Regions from separate parts of the Mus musculus genome. Here region 2 is linked to region 1. Evidence: chromatin contacts called from public HiChIP or PLAC-seq data. All regions are on one chromosome and are shown on one strand. The core of a region is the stretch at or near the end of the contact, and the rest is flanking DNA. Distances in the headings are between cores, read along the strand shown. Region 1 overlaps Hspa12a (heat shock protein 12A). Region 2 holds the start of Vax1 (ventral anterior homeobox 1).

Region 1 (7,265 bases), core at 149-2,648:
AGCATTTCATACAAAGGGAAATAATTATATAATGAGGCTTTTATGTATTGTTTCTTTTATTTCGTATGATGTTCGAAAGGTTTATCTGACCGTGATATGCATCTGTATTTCATGTCTTTTTATGGCTGAGTAACATTCGGTTATCAATCATCTGACGGACATTTGACTTGTCTCCGCTTTTTAGTTTTTATAAATAACACTGCTATGAATTTTTCAATGTGAATAGTTTTATGTGCGTGTGATTTCATTTCCCTAGGAGTGGAATTGCTGGGTCATGTCTCTGTGTTTGTCTTTTTTAGGAACTGCCAAATCTGTTCCAAGATGCTGAACCGTTTCACCTTCCCACCAGCGTTGCCTAAGAACACATTCAGGAGCTGGAGAGATGACTGGGTAGTTGAAGAGCACTGACTGCTCTTCCAGAGGTCCTGAGTTCAAATCCCAGCAACCACATGGTGGCTCACAACCATCTGTAATGGGATCCGAAGCCCTCTTCTTGTGTGTCTGAAAATGGCTACAGTGTACTCATAAATAGAATAAATAATAAACCTTTAAAAAAAAAATTTAAAAAACATCAACAAAGGAACATACTCGACTGTTGTAACCTCAGAGCCCACATGCTCTCCCCGTAGGCTGCACCTCTGCCTCCCGGGCAGGTGCAGCAACCCAAGGTTGGCCTAACGTAAGGCTGACTGCCCCTAGGCTTTACCTTCAGAGCCTGCTCCTTGAAGTACTGCAGGGCGTAAGCGAAGATCTCGAGGGCTTTGACCTTCTTGCCATTTGCTGCTGTTAAGTCTGTGTCCATGGTGAGGTCCTACAGGGAGAAAGATGTGACCTTGGTTAAGAGGAACCATGCCTTTGGTTTGGGATGGCTGTTTGGAGACCAGAGGAATCCTGCTTCCCTATGTTGAAAGAGGCAGAGACAATGGCGTACCTCCTTACCCCTGCAAGGGACCAGGCAGTAATGTCTCCTTACTCTGTTAAAGCTCTGGGGGTTCTCCCCAGGCCCCACCTTCACTGTGTCCTCCTTCCTTCCCTCTCCTTCTCCCCTTCTTGGCTCCTCAGGAGCAGGAGCCTCTGGCCCATAGCAAGTCCTGGGTATGGAGAGCAGGTGCCAAGTCCGGTGCAGTTCACATGCAACGTCCAGACATGGGTCACCCTTGGGAGCTCTGTGACAGCTTGATTCATGCCACTTCACTGCCAAGCGGGACGCTAACACACAGCAACCTCTCCTTCCCCGGCGAGCTGCCAGCCAAGTCACTAAAATAGAAGAGTTCCTATTTTAAGGCCGGTTCTGTCTAATCTGCTGAAAGCCAGGCAGGCATTGCTGCCTCTCTGGCTCTGCCAGAAGCCAAGGCAGCTACCGTACACGGTCCTCTGACAGGGGATACGGTGCAGAGGCCAGATGGTGGGTGGAAAGAGGTCATAAAAAAAAATCATGAGCAGGGTCCCCGGAGGCAGTGGGGGGAGGGATGGGTGGGTGTGGAAGGAAGCCTCTGGACTAACCCACTTTTCAGTGGGAGGAACAAATTAATCAGATTGATGTAGGCTAGATAGCCAGGCTTTGCCACTGTTTTGAGGCGGGGCCACGAGTTACTGATGGGTCTGTGTGGGGCCTTGGGTTATATCCTAAACCATCTGCTCATGTTCACTGCTCCCGGCCAGCGCCCCATTCTCCTGGTGCCCAGCTTCTAGATTCTCAGGCTCGGGGAGGCAGCAGAGTCCCGAGAAGCTACAGTTCTCCCCGTGCCTCCATTGCCCAATTCTGACAGTCAGCACTGCCTCCCATCTGAAAAAAAAAATGTGCGAGACCTTTTCATCCAGGAGAAATGCAACCTCACGTAAGCCTTGAGCCCTGGAGGGCGAGGTGCCAGTGGGGGTTTTCCTGCCTCCCCTTTGCTGTCTCCTCAAACGCCAATGGAAGCTACCATTCGACTACAACTTTCCTTCCTCTGGGGACATCATGCATGTATATCACTTCGATCCTTATACTCCCTGTGAACATAATCTTGTAACTGTCTCCATTTTAAAAAGGAGTGTGAGCTGGCCCTGGTGGTGTGGGCACACAAGTGTTGGCCCAATCCTTTGCCTGGGCAGTGATGGAGAGCTGGCCCTGGTGGCGTGGGCATGGGAGAGCAGGCAAGCTGACCAACTCAGCTACCACCCAGGTCCTGATCCAGGCCTTTGAGCTGGCTCACCCCAACATCTACCCAATCTCTGAACTGCTGGAGCATGTGAAGGGGCTGGTACTACAGATCCAAAGCTGCAGGGTCTCCATGACACAGGACAACAGGATATCCAAGAGGAGTCCCCGTGAGAATCCAAGATTGATGTGTAGCAGAAACCAGAGGCCTCAAATCAGACCAATGACTCACTGCAATGAACATCTGCAAGTAAAGTTGTTTGAGCAGAAGAGTGTACTGTTTGACAGACTGTGACATACCACAGTTTCCATGGCCAGATGGGTTTTTTTTTTGGGGGGGGGGATGGGGGAGGAGGCTACAGGATGGGAAGCAGATATGGAATGACCTGGAAATGAATGGGATTTGGTGTTCATGATGTAAAAAATCACAGAGTCAATTGAAAGTAGGCAAATAAATAGAATTTTGAAACGGAAGCACAGCGAGGTCTAGCAAGGTCATGTGGCTTGGACTAAGTGTCTTAGAGGAGTCAGGGGCGGCACTGAGACCCATGGCATGTGGCCAGAGCCTATGGTCTTCATCCAGTTTCCACCTTTCCCATGAAGCTTTGGGAAGGGGGTGCCTGTTTGACCTGGGCCACTCACAGAACACTGGCTTGCTCAGAGTTTTAGAAGTGAAGCTGATGGTCTGTCATTCAGCCCTCTAATAACTACCACACCCACTTAACTTCTTTCTTCACACACACAGAGGGTGGCCTGTCTGTTAGTACTGGTTTGCAGAGGAATTTTAATCCAGCAACATGGCTGCTCTGACAAGGGGGTCATATCCAAAGACTTTCTAGGTCTGTGTGATCTGTCTGGAATGACACAGCTTTAATCCCTATGGCTGGAATATAGACATGCCCTTAGGACACACCTTTCATCCCAAATAATGAAGGTAAAGTTAGTTTGTAGAAGAAAGCAGCCTGGTTTGAAAGTGACGTCTAGTTGAGAGGCAGACAAAGTGACAAATCAGAGATAGATTTGACAGAATGAGTCAGAGATGGAATATGTCCAACTCTCACAAGAACAGATAAGAAAGAGAGGCAGCTTTAGAAGGCAGTGCAGAGAGAGAGAGAGAGAGAGGGAGAGGGAGTGGGAGAGAGAGAAATTTTACAGAGACAGGTTCAGGTTGCAGGTGAGCAATTCAGTCAAAAGCTAAGAGAATGCTTGGAGAAGCATTTGGGCCAGGAACAGGCTGAATTGAACCAGCCAACCAGAGTTCAGAAAGAGTTAGAAAGTGTGAGCTTATTCAGCAGTAAGAATCTGAAACAATTACATCTGGCGAATAAAAGATGTTTTTACACTGGTAATTATTTCCAAACCGATCAGTTAATAAATAGCCTCAGCCCTGACCCACCTCCCCTACTTGGGTCTTCAGCCACGAGTTGGTCTCAGTGGGTAGAGGGGCCTCTGATCTTTCAACAGCCCCTTGGGCAGCAAGAGGGCAGCACCTTGCACCCATGTCACAGCTGGGATGCTCTCTGGCCTGTCAATTTCCTAAACAAAACAAACAACTAAATACTCCCAACAACTCCTCCCCACACCCAACAGCAGGATGCACTGTGAGCCCACAAATAGATGTGAGGAGCCTTCCAGGCTATTCCAAGACCTAGTTAGATGGCCATTAACCTCTTTTTAGGAGAAACCCAGGGAATCAAGTGGAAGACTCCCTACACTGCAGTCCCTTGCTCCCCCTCTAAAGAGACCAACTCACCCCTGTGGTGTGGAGTTTCATCTTGAACTTCTCCAAGTACAGCCATTGCTTGGCCTCACTGGGGTCCAGGTCATGGTAGAAGTCCCTGGCAGCGTACCCAAAGCTGTGGAACTTCCTCTCTGGTGTCAGCAAGATGGTGGTCGGGGTCTTCTGGTTGGAAACACCAGGGTCACCTCCTTCCCATCTCCTGTCACCAAGGAAAAGCAGAAGTTACAGGTCTTTGAAAACCCCCAGTCTAGTCAGCACAGTGGAGCAGAGTATCTACTGTTTACATCTGTCATTGATGTGAGAGCTCAGACTCACTCTGTATCAATTGACTAACATCTAGACACGCCTCAGTTAGAAGGAGAAGGGGCAAGAACCAGGTTCTTACTCAAGACAAGTTTTGCATTCACTTTTTACTCAAGTGTTTGCTGAGCAGCTATATGCTGGTGACACATGGGTACAGTGCTTATCGTATTTCAACCTTCCAATAAGCCTGGTAGGCCATATACTGTTTTATTTTTCATTTTCAAGCACTCAGCAGCTGATATAAGTACATAACCAGCTGGATTCCTCTTCTAAATAAGACCTTTTTGGACAAATACAGCAAGACATGCCTGACCGGATAAAAAGAGGGAGCCCAGGGACATGATCTGAGGGTCCAGGGAAAGCAGAAGCAACAGCTGGTGGGGCCCAGGAGAGATCTCAGAAGAAAGGTCACTTCAGGCTGCTTTAGGTGAGCTGGCCCAGGTGGTTAAGTGATGGCTTTGGTCAGGCAAAGCCTAGAAGATGTGCACACAAGAAGATATGCTGTGCACACAAGAAGAGTGAGGGATGGGCTGGGACAGCAGTGGAACCGGGCTGGAAAGATCTGTGAATAACGGGAACAGGTACAAGTCTAACAACAGATCAGGGACGCTGCTGTTGAGCCCAAAGGCAGGTAGGTGCAGAGGTCATGCCTCGCCTGGGGCAGAGCTGAGAGAGACTCAGGAAGAGAGAGGAGAAAGCCAAAAAGACCAGAGAGGGCCGAGGCAGCCAATGGCTATGGTAATGAGGAGCACAGAGGACCCAGGAAGGGGGAGCTCAGATAGCCATTTGGGGTGCTGGGGAGGAGGCAGCTACAGGTAGGGAGCATCCAGAAGAAAGAACGCATGCATGGAAAAGAAGGAGGGGCCCCAGACAGCTTCCATAGCCCAGTGACAGCCATGGTGACAAGATGGGGATCTCCTGAGGAGGAGACACAGGGCCAGAGGAGGAAACCCGTGGGCAGACACAGACATGCAGGGGGGCAGGGCTGGGGTTGGCTCAACCCTAGGGTGGGAAGGGCAGGTTGCTCATGGTTCCTTTCCCCTCTCTCCGGGCTCCTGCCCTCCAGAAGCCAGGGCTGCCAGGAGCCTGCACTGTTCCCTTCCCTGCCAGGCCTAGACCTGGGAGCAGCCTTAGTGCCAGACATGGGCCCAGTCGCTGCTGCCCCGGCTGAGTTCTAACCTGTTCTAACGTGTTCATGCCACATCCAGCATGAGAAGGTCTGCACAGAGCAGATGGGTGCCTCCCATCTTGAGGATCTTCCACTGAGATACCTGTGGCACTGTCTCTGGCCAGACTTCCAGTCAAGTTGCGAGTTCCCCCATCAGCTAAGTGCCTCAGACTTGCTGTGAGTCACTTTTTCAATGACTTTAGACAAACACTAATGTCTCACTCTGAGGTTGATCACTGAATCCCCAGGGACATTGTCCCATGGGACCCCAAGGACAGTGGTGAAAACACTAAGGATGCCCCAGGGCATTTTGGCTTTGGGGTCACCAGGCTGAGGTCCACCCTTCTCTGCTTTTCCAGGGGCTGGGTGTTTTCTGCACAAGGACAGGTGGACACCTTCCTGCTCATATCTTTCATGTATGCTGATTTACTCCATAGAAAATCTCATTAAATTTGCACAAAGAACACATGAGGCAGATACCGCCTTTATCCCCAACTCTAGAGTGAGGAAACAGAGGTGTAGCAGGTTCAATAATTGCCTGAGGTCACCAGAAAGTGGCTAGCCCTTGGATCACCTGTATCACAGGAACTATATAGGGTCCCTGCTGGCTCCTCTGGAATTACTCTACCTGGGATTAAATTGTCCTGCACAGCCCCTCCCTATACTATGTAAGAGTTAACCCAATGATTGACAGATGGAAACCTGTAGTCTGGACGTTGGCAAGTAGCACAGGGAATCTCGACCTGAATCAGGATGCTCTCCCACACACCAGTGACTAGCCTACCCACAAGCCCACACAAGTGTGGTACCCAGGCCACCTGGTGCCCCTTCCCCTGCCACACTCACCGCATCACGTGGATACATTCTGGCTCCTTGGTAAAGCTGTAGGCATAGCCACTGGACGTGGTCCCAAAGTCGATGGCCACCACCACGAGAAAGGTCTGCTGCTCAGAGACGGGGTCAGCATCGTTCTGAAAGTGCATGGGGAGCCACGGGAGGGTGAGGGCCAGGCCTCGTCTTGAGGAGGAAATCTCCACCCTGCCCAGTTTGGCACTCACTGCAGGCAGACTGCCCTGCTCGAGCAGGTCAGCTCCAGCTCCCATCTGAGAGAGAGAGGCTTGCAGAGAAATGAAAGCAGCCCTGACTGGCTGAGGGTGCCCCCTGCAGATGGTTCCCTTCATTAGCTGAGCGAGCATACCTGCTAACTATGGAAATGCTACCCGCCATGGGGCAGAAGCCCATGTCTCCTACCACTGCAGAAGCCCTGCCACCACTCTAGGCTCTCAAAAGCTGATCCCCCCAAGCTCACACTGCTCTCCAGGCTAGTGCCTCTGCATCCACCAGGCACACCTCAGAAAGCTTTCCCAGGCCCAGGATAGGAAGCAGGCAAAGTGCATTTGCTTCCACCACAGATGTGCACACAACAGGGGGAGGTGAGCGGCTTGCCTAGTGAAGGCAGCTAATACATGCACACACACATGCATACACACACACACACACACACACACACACACACACACACGCAAACACTCACATTTCTTACCAAGATATGGGAAGGGGACAGAGGTGTTATTCCTGTGTCCCCGAGACTCCTGGCCGGAGAGGAATATGTAGATGTGGGGGCTGTTTCTGAAAGGAAAGACAAAAATTAGCTTCTTAAAAGTGACGCAGGCCAGCCCAGGGAGCAGGAAAGAGGCCAGTGTGGCTTTGTTCCTACACTACACACACAGGTTCTAAACAGTCTGCTACCATACCGCACAGGGCAGTCCCCAGCCTGGAAGTCAGGATGTCCCTGCCCAGGCCACTAACCCTTGCACTTGGCCTTTAGAGCTTGAACAAGTGGATGTTTTGCCCCTTTTCTCTAAGTGACCACCAGGCCTGTCACTGCCACCCTCCCTCGCCTCTAACCCCCC
Region 2 (7,165 bases), core at 582-3,081, 350 kb after region 1:
GCTGCTCCGCGGTGAAGGACGTGCGAGTCCTCTTGGGCCGGTCCAGATCCAAGCCTTTGGGCAGGATGATTTCTCGGATAGACCCCTTGGCATCTAGGAAAGGGTAGACGTCAGCCACCAGAACCTCCGCCCCCGGTTTTCTCTGCCTCCTTGATCAGAGCTAGCTAGGGACAAATCTCCGGTAGGCTGCTGCCAGTGTATGGGGTGGCCGCAATCATAAAGCTGAGATTCTCTGAGTGTATGGAGGCCAAGGGGGCTAACTTCATACTATTAACTGGGAGAGTAACCAGACTGTCTCTGAAGAGTTCTCCCAGACACCGGAGGAGGAAACAAACAAACAATAAAAAACAAGAACAAAAACAAAAACAACAACAACAACAAAAAACAAACCTGAATTCCAAATAGGTAAATGCTCCTTCCGGCCTAGGGGGCCTCTGGTGTGTGATCCGAGTCCCCAGTAGCCCAAAGGGGCTCTTACTGGTAACCCCACCTCCCAGTATGGTCCCAGATTGCAGGGCAGCCTGCACTCCTGTGGTCCCCACCCTTACCCCGGGTCTCCGGCCCGCTTCAGTCCAGACAGCAGAAGGAGGAGGGACTGAATGTCGGCTTGCGGGGCCTGGCTAACAGCTAGCGGGGGCGGCGCCGGCTGAAGCTGGGCCTCAGCGCCACCAGTGCCCGGGAGGAGCGCACACCGCTCCTTGAGCGAGGACGAGCGAAGCAAAGAGGCGGCATTCGCAGACCTGCGACGCAGGTCGGCGATCTCTCTAGGCCACTGCAGCCAGGCCAGGAGCGCAGCGCCAGGGCCCTCAGCCCTACCAGCTAACTGGCTGGCTCTGGCCAGCGGCGGGAGGCTACGGGTCCTAGCCCACTGCTCCATCGGGTGCGCTCTGCCCTCCATGGCACACACGCCTGCAGGCCGGAGGACGCGCGCACGTTCCCCTGGAGGAGCTGGGTCCGAGCCCCAGCTTGGTGGCCGGTCCACAGTCACGGTCTGGATTCCTTCCCGCAACCGTGCTGCGGGGCCCCTCCGGACTGCTAGGGCCCAGAAAGAGCGCTTTGAGAGGAGCCCCAGGCACAGGTCCCCGCGACCGACCGGACCCAAGAAAGAAAAGGGCCAACAACAACTTTCTCCCAAGTCCTCGCCAGCCCTAAGCAGCGACGCGAAGCTGCGGCAGGGGAATTACCCCGAAAAGAACGCGTTCCAAAGCCCTGCCCATCCCTACCTCGGACTAGGATCCGGCGACAGTAATCTGGGTCCGCTGAGGAATTGGATTTACTTTTGTTACAATCTTCCGAAGCGCCAGACCCGGAAAAGGCGCCCTGCGGCTCCTTGAGGAAGGCGGCCGGAAGGCTCCCCTCGGCGCCCTTGATCTCCCGGCTCTCCTTGTGCGCGTTCTTCGAGACCCTGGCGGCCTCGGTGTCCGAGTGGCACCGGACGTCCATTTTGTCTGGTTTCCCGAACATAGGCAAAAAGAAAGAAAGAAAGAAAACAACAACAAAAACAAAAAAACACAGAAAAGAAGGAGGGTGGGAAAAGAAGAAGCAAAAGGGGACAAAACCCCTACAACGCAGCACCTAAGCTCGGTCGCCCGCCAGAATGAATGTCCCCGCGGGGTGGCTTCGGCGGCCGCGGAGGGTCAGCGCAGACAGGAGAGTGGCGCGCTGGTAGAGAGGCGGCGGGTCTTGTCCAGGATCCCGGTGGCGAGGCCGCCTCGTCAGCGCCCGCGTCCTTTGAGCACGTCCAGTGTCCCCAGCCTGGCGATCAGGTAGCGAACAGCGCAACTCCGAAACGCTGCGGCTCCGCCTGTTACTGAGACGGCCGAGTTGTGGTTGTCCGACACCCGGGGGGGACGCACACTCGCTGTTGCAATTGATTACGGGTAATTTCGCAGCCCCCACGTTTCAGTTACCTCACGAATACACTAAATTGTTTGGATAATATATCAGATCGTAATGGATGGTTTCTGTCCTTGTCCCCAATCAAGTAGGGGTTTAGCCAGTGAATAAACGGAAATGATTGGTCTTGCTTTCGGGAAACACAATCAAAGACCCACACTTCCAGAAAAACTTTTGACAAGATTCATCCTGAATTGCTAACACCATTAGCAGGCATTATTAACTTTCTCTTTGCCTTTGACCGTCCTGCTCACATACTGGCTAAAGGGGGGTTCCTCTAGACTCTCCAGATAGAGCCAGATGGGGGGGGGTTACCCCCTCAGTCCCTGTAGCTATAGAAAGCAGTTGCCTCTGGGTGGGGAAAGAAGGGGGGAGGAGAAAAGTTTCCCCCTAAAGTCTCTCCCCCACACTCCAAAAAAGCCAAGCTTTCTCCCCAAGCGACTCCTTAACACACCTCGACGTTGACAGCCATCTTAAACTGCCGCCCCTCTTCCTGTAGCCCCAGTTGGATTTTTTTCATGCCTGCACCTCCAGCGGCCCTGAGGCAGCCCATTCAAAGGGCAGCTTTGTACTCAGAGTGGGGGGGGGGGGGTAGAGGGAGGGAGGAATACGAGAGAGAGAGAGAGAGAGAGAGAGAGAGAGAGAGAGAGAGCAAAAAATCTCAACTGTGAGATCTGCTTCAAAAAAAAAGTTTCCCCCTAGCTATTTCATTGTCTTGCTACAATGTCTTTGAGAAAAGCAACAGCCAGTAATCCAATAACAGCATTGATTAGGCCACAATGATTCAATTCAAGCGCATGGCCTTGTGCAAGGAGCTTGCTCCAGCCCTTCTCGTCACCTTGCCGGGGCAGAAGCCCTCTCCACGCCGCTCTCCCCATTCATTCCTTTATGGGAAATGCGGAGCAAAAGGAGTGAAAGATGGCAATTATCTAATTGGACTATTAACAAACAGTCCTCTGAGTGCGGCGGTCTGGCGTGGCTCCTGGGCGGGGGAAGGGCCGTGTTCCCGGCCCTCATTCACAAAGAGTGCAGGGGCCGCGGAGGAAAGGGGGTTTTTAAAAGGGAGTGGGGGGGGGGAGGCGAGGAGAGGTGGGAGGTTTGGCTGAGAATTTTTCCACACAATTCCAAGAATGGGGCGGAGGCGGGCGGGGGAGGGGCGGGGGTCTGGGCGAGAGGGTGGGAGGCACAAAGTGAGTGGGGAGGACAGCGAGTGTGTGTGGCGGCCTCCGAGGGGCTCTGCGCCCGCCCCACAGTCCGGCTGTCACCTCCCGGCCACCACCGCGGTCCCTCGAGACTGCTGAACGTGGAGGGGGTGGGCCGAGCCGGGTAACAACGCTCCTCTCCAAGCCACCTCCGGCCGGTCTCTTAGGAGCAATCGCGTTTGGTCTGTTCCCAAGGTTTCTGTGGCACTCAGGCAGACCTTGGGGAGTTGACTTTATATGATTGGGGATACTTGGGGTGATTATGTTGAGTGATGTTCACTGAGCGGGGAGTATCCCGGGGACAGATTGAGAGCCCAAAGATATAGATCTCTGCGGGAGCTGTCCTCAGGCGGGACGCCTCTGTGAGACCCGGCCCGCAAGTGCCTAGAACTTCTACCCCACAGGAACGCAAGGAAGCGGAAAGAAGAAAAGGGTCTCTCCTTGGCGAGCTAGCCGGCCGACTGGAGAAGTGCGGTACGCCCACTGCCTTGGCCCCAACGACTACACCTGTGAAGGAGGATTCCTGAGGCTTCGGATGGGTGCCCTTGCTGAGATCCGTCGGGAGTACTGCTCCGGGTGCAGGTCCGGAATTCCAGCCCAAACACACACACACACACACACACACACACACACACACACACACACACCAGGCGGTAGGCAGAACGGAATAACCTGCGTGAAGTGTCCGGACTCCTGCTTAGCGGCAAGTGGGAGTCCCCACTCTGACTTTAAAAACCTTGAAGAATTATTGAGACCCCAACAACAGTCCAGATAGAAATCGACCATCTTAGATGGTTCAGGCCCCTAGGCCTTGGGACTCTGCAGCCTCCTAGTTACCGGGAGGACACCTACTACACGAGAAGTCAAAGGCCTGGAAGGAAGTCTTTTTAAAAAATAAAAGTGGCCAGCTCACCATTTCAGATTTCTTGGGAGCTGGCCCTGCCCCTTCATTTGAACCCTGGAGCAGCTGATTGTTTGTTTTGAGCACTCCCATATTGGGTGTCTAAATACATTTAATATTCTTAACCCCTTTCTTGGGAAGGTAACATCCCAGTTTAGAGCTAAATGAGTAGAGGACTCAGTTCTTGTCAAATTACTTTCAATTACTTGTCCAAACCTCAGATTAGTGAATACAGAATTTGAACTTCTCTCTGGCTAACCTCAGAAGTCAGTATTCCAGGTCGGCTCTGACTTAGTTCCCAGCTACTCCCTGCTTTGAGTTTCCCGGGAATCCCCAAGGGATGCAGAGTGCTCAAAGAAACACATGGCTATGACCTTAATGTTAATACTAAAACATTTTGAGTATTTGACATTTGTTTTCACTTCATGCCCAAATGACATGAGATGGATGTAGAAACATAAAATCTTGCTTCTGGCCATGCTATTTATTACTAGCCAGGAGCATTTCCTAGAAGCATCATCCTGCACCGACCTGATTTGGGGTGAACAAAATCCAGTTCTCTGTGTCTTAAAGTTGTCTGATGACTGTCTGGGATCAAAGTTCAGGATTTCACATTTCTACTGGCTGGGGGCGAATCTTTCTAACAACTTTGTTGGAAAAATTGTACCGTTTAAAGTTGGGAGACTCTTAGTTCTGAGGGCAGAGACACACCACCATTCAATGCTTATTGAATCTACAAATGCTTTCTTGAGAAAGGAAGACATTGGGACTCTCTATCTGGTTTGATGATATAGAGATTTATCAAGGTCTGGAAATGTCAAAAGCGATGTAGCACCCAGGAGGTCTTCAGCGAAACACATGCAAGCTGTCTTCTACATGATCTAGAACAAACCAATCAGCTATGTGAACTCACTGGCTTTAATCAGAGCTGCATTTTGGAAGTACGAGAAAGACACTGTTGCCAGATGCCCATCTAGGCTCCAGGCACTTGACATAACAAAATTAAATAAAAGTCAATCATAACTACCAACTACACTTGCTTTTTGTTATGTATAGTGCTCTGTGCCTCCTACCTCCTTCTCTCCCCTTTTCTCTCTACTCTGACTCCTCTCTCTCTCTCTCTCTCTCTCTCTCTCTGGTTTAAAATTCTGCGGGCATCCATCCAGAAAAACCATGACAGGTTTCCCAGAGGACACAGTGGAGGATGGAAGCCCTGGATGGAAATTTCAGAAAAGCAGCTGCTGCTCCCAGCCAAATGAAAGCTGTGTGTCCATTGGCAAAAGAAAGGGGAGGGGGACCCGCTCAATTATTTGAATAATCTGCGACAAGCTTGTTCTGTGCAGCACACATGAGGACATAGGGCTGCTCCAGGTGAAAGTGTTTTACTCCCCTGCTTACATTCTTCTCCCTCCCAGTGCCCTTCCTGCCCCCACATGTCTGTCTGCAGGTGCAGAGAGACCCAGAATAGAACTGTAGAGCTGGAAGGATTTTTAGAGATCATCCATTCCAGAACCTTCATTTGACTTGACAGATGAGGAAAATGAGCCGAGAAAGACAAAGCAACTTATTAAGGATTAGACAACTAGTTAGCAAGTGGAGTGGGGCGGGGTGGGGGGGCCCTCTGGGCTGCAGTCCTGGTTCTCCCCACCCCAGACTCAAAGCTGCATTCTCATCTCTGTCCAAGCTTTGTAGAGTTGGCAAGAGAATGCACTCTTTGGGACAGGGTGAGATGATGCTGCAGAAATGAATTAAATATTCTTTGACCTGAGCCACGGGGATGCCTTTCATAGTCTGTGCCTCTGCCCATGTTCTCTCACTCAGTGCATTAGAAAGCAGGGTGAAGATGGTGCTGAGCACCCCTCGGCCCTTTTTATTTCCAGAAGAAATAGGAGGTAAAAGTTCACAGCATCAGAAAAGATGAGGCAAGCAGAAAGGAAGTCTTTCTGTGAGTAGGGTTCTCAATATAATTAACAACCAGGATAACTGGCATTTGCACAAACTTTCATCTGCAAAGTTGTGAGAGGTGAAGAAGAGCCTGATCGTGTCTAGTTACTAATGTTCCCATCCTGCAGGAAGTCATTGAGGTAATAGACTCATAGAAAAATAAATAGAAAAATAAATGAACCACAAATGGAGAATGTAACCCTCCATCCAGGTATTTCTGTCCTCTTTCCTCTTAAGGACCAGCCTTAAGTGTGCAGTAAGCCCAACTCTGGATTCGTTTATTTACATGTGAAGCAATTGGTTCCATTGAATTCCACTTCTTAGCCTTGCACATTGTATCAAGGAACTAAGTTTTGTCAGTAATGAATTAATAGCTTAAGTATGAAGCATTCAATTAAAAAAATTTTACAGTGATACTGCTCAGTAACTCTATAGGTTCATTTATTTTATTTTTTTTTAATTGCAGGTCAGAAAAAGACCCTGTCTTTTTTTAAAAAAAGATTTATTTATTTATTTTATGTATATGAGTAGCTGTACAGATGGTTGTGAGCCTTCATGTGGATGTTGGGAATTGAATTTTAGGGCCTCTGCTTGCTCTGGTCAACCCCACTCGCTCAGGCCCAAAGATTTATTTATTCTTAGTAGTACACTGTTACTGTCTTCAGACACACCAGAAGAGGGAGTCAGATCCCATTACGGGTGGTTGTGAGCCACCATGTGGTTGCTGGGATTTGAACTCATGACCTTCAGAAGAGCAGTCAGTGTTCTTACCTGCTGAGCCATCTCACCAGCCCTCTTTTTTTTTTTTTTTTAAAATGGAACAAAACCAAACAAAGAAGTGGAACAAATATGGACTCTGTAGCCAACCAGGTTACATAATTCATGTGTGAAAGTCCCAGCTCCATATATTAGACACTCATCCTTAAACAGTTACATTCTTTCTCTATGCCTCAGTGTTTTGTCTGAAAAAGAAGTTTAGCTGTATGTAGCACCTGTAAGTATTGGATAACTAAAATAAAGTGCTTTAAATGATGCCTGGCAGATGGTGAACACTGTTAATAAATATTTGACATCAGTGTCACTATCTGTGCATCTCCTGTAGCTAGAACAAGAGATACCAAGAAAGAATCAGGAGTCAGCCAGGATAAGTGTCTGGTCCTGGGAATGGGTAGTGAAGGTGGGTGGTTTGAACACCACATAATAAGGAACATCCAAGATTAAA

The links. HiChIP or PLAC-seq counts read pairs in DNA pulled down with a chosen protein or histone mark.
Region 2: a contact with region 1 is called in an H3K27ac HiChIP or PLAC-seq map of microglia, with 6 times the contacts expected there. The contact joins the promoter of Vax1 here to the enhancer-like site in region 1. A contact is called at or near these places in 4 of 39 promoter capture datasets (HPC-7-derived erythroid cells, cranial neural crest, liver and 1 more) and 6 of 115 datasets of contacts at active chromatin or transcription factors (embryonic forebrain, embryonic hindbrain, embryonic midbrain and 2 more).

What each region holds. Positions count from the first base shown.
Region 1 is chr19:58,821,358-58,828,622 of GRCm38.p6, forward strand. It overlaps Hspa12a (heat shock protein 12A), which reads right to left. Exons shown (of 12, transcript NM_175199.3): 2 at 6,896-6,981; 3 at 6,199-6,323; 4 at 3,894-4,080; 5 at 707-811. Among named protein-coding and RNA genes, the nearest start is that of Gm41877, 30 kb to the left of the region's middle. Within about 2 kb of position 1,399, at least 41 of the 459 cell types and tissues checked have an H3K27ac peak or open chromatin away from gene starts, as enhancers often do. A contact at or near this core is called in microglia, where this site is marked.
Region 2 is chr19:59,168,566-59,175,730 of GRCm38.p6, forward strand. It overlaps Vax1 (ventral anterior homeobox 1), which reads right to left and starts at 1,832. Exons shown (of 3, transcript NM_009501.3): 1 at 1,224-1,832; 2 at 1-93. The coding sequence starts at 1,464. 4930442E04Rik (RIKEN cDNA 4930442E04 gene) reads left to right here and starts at 3,216. Exons shown (of 2, transcript NR_167767.1): 1 at 3,216-3,680; 2 at 4,794-5,029.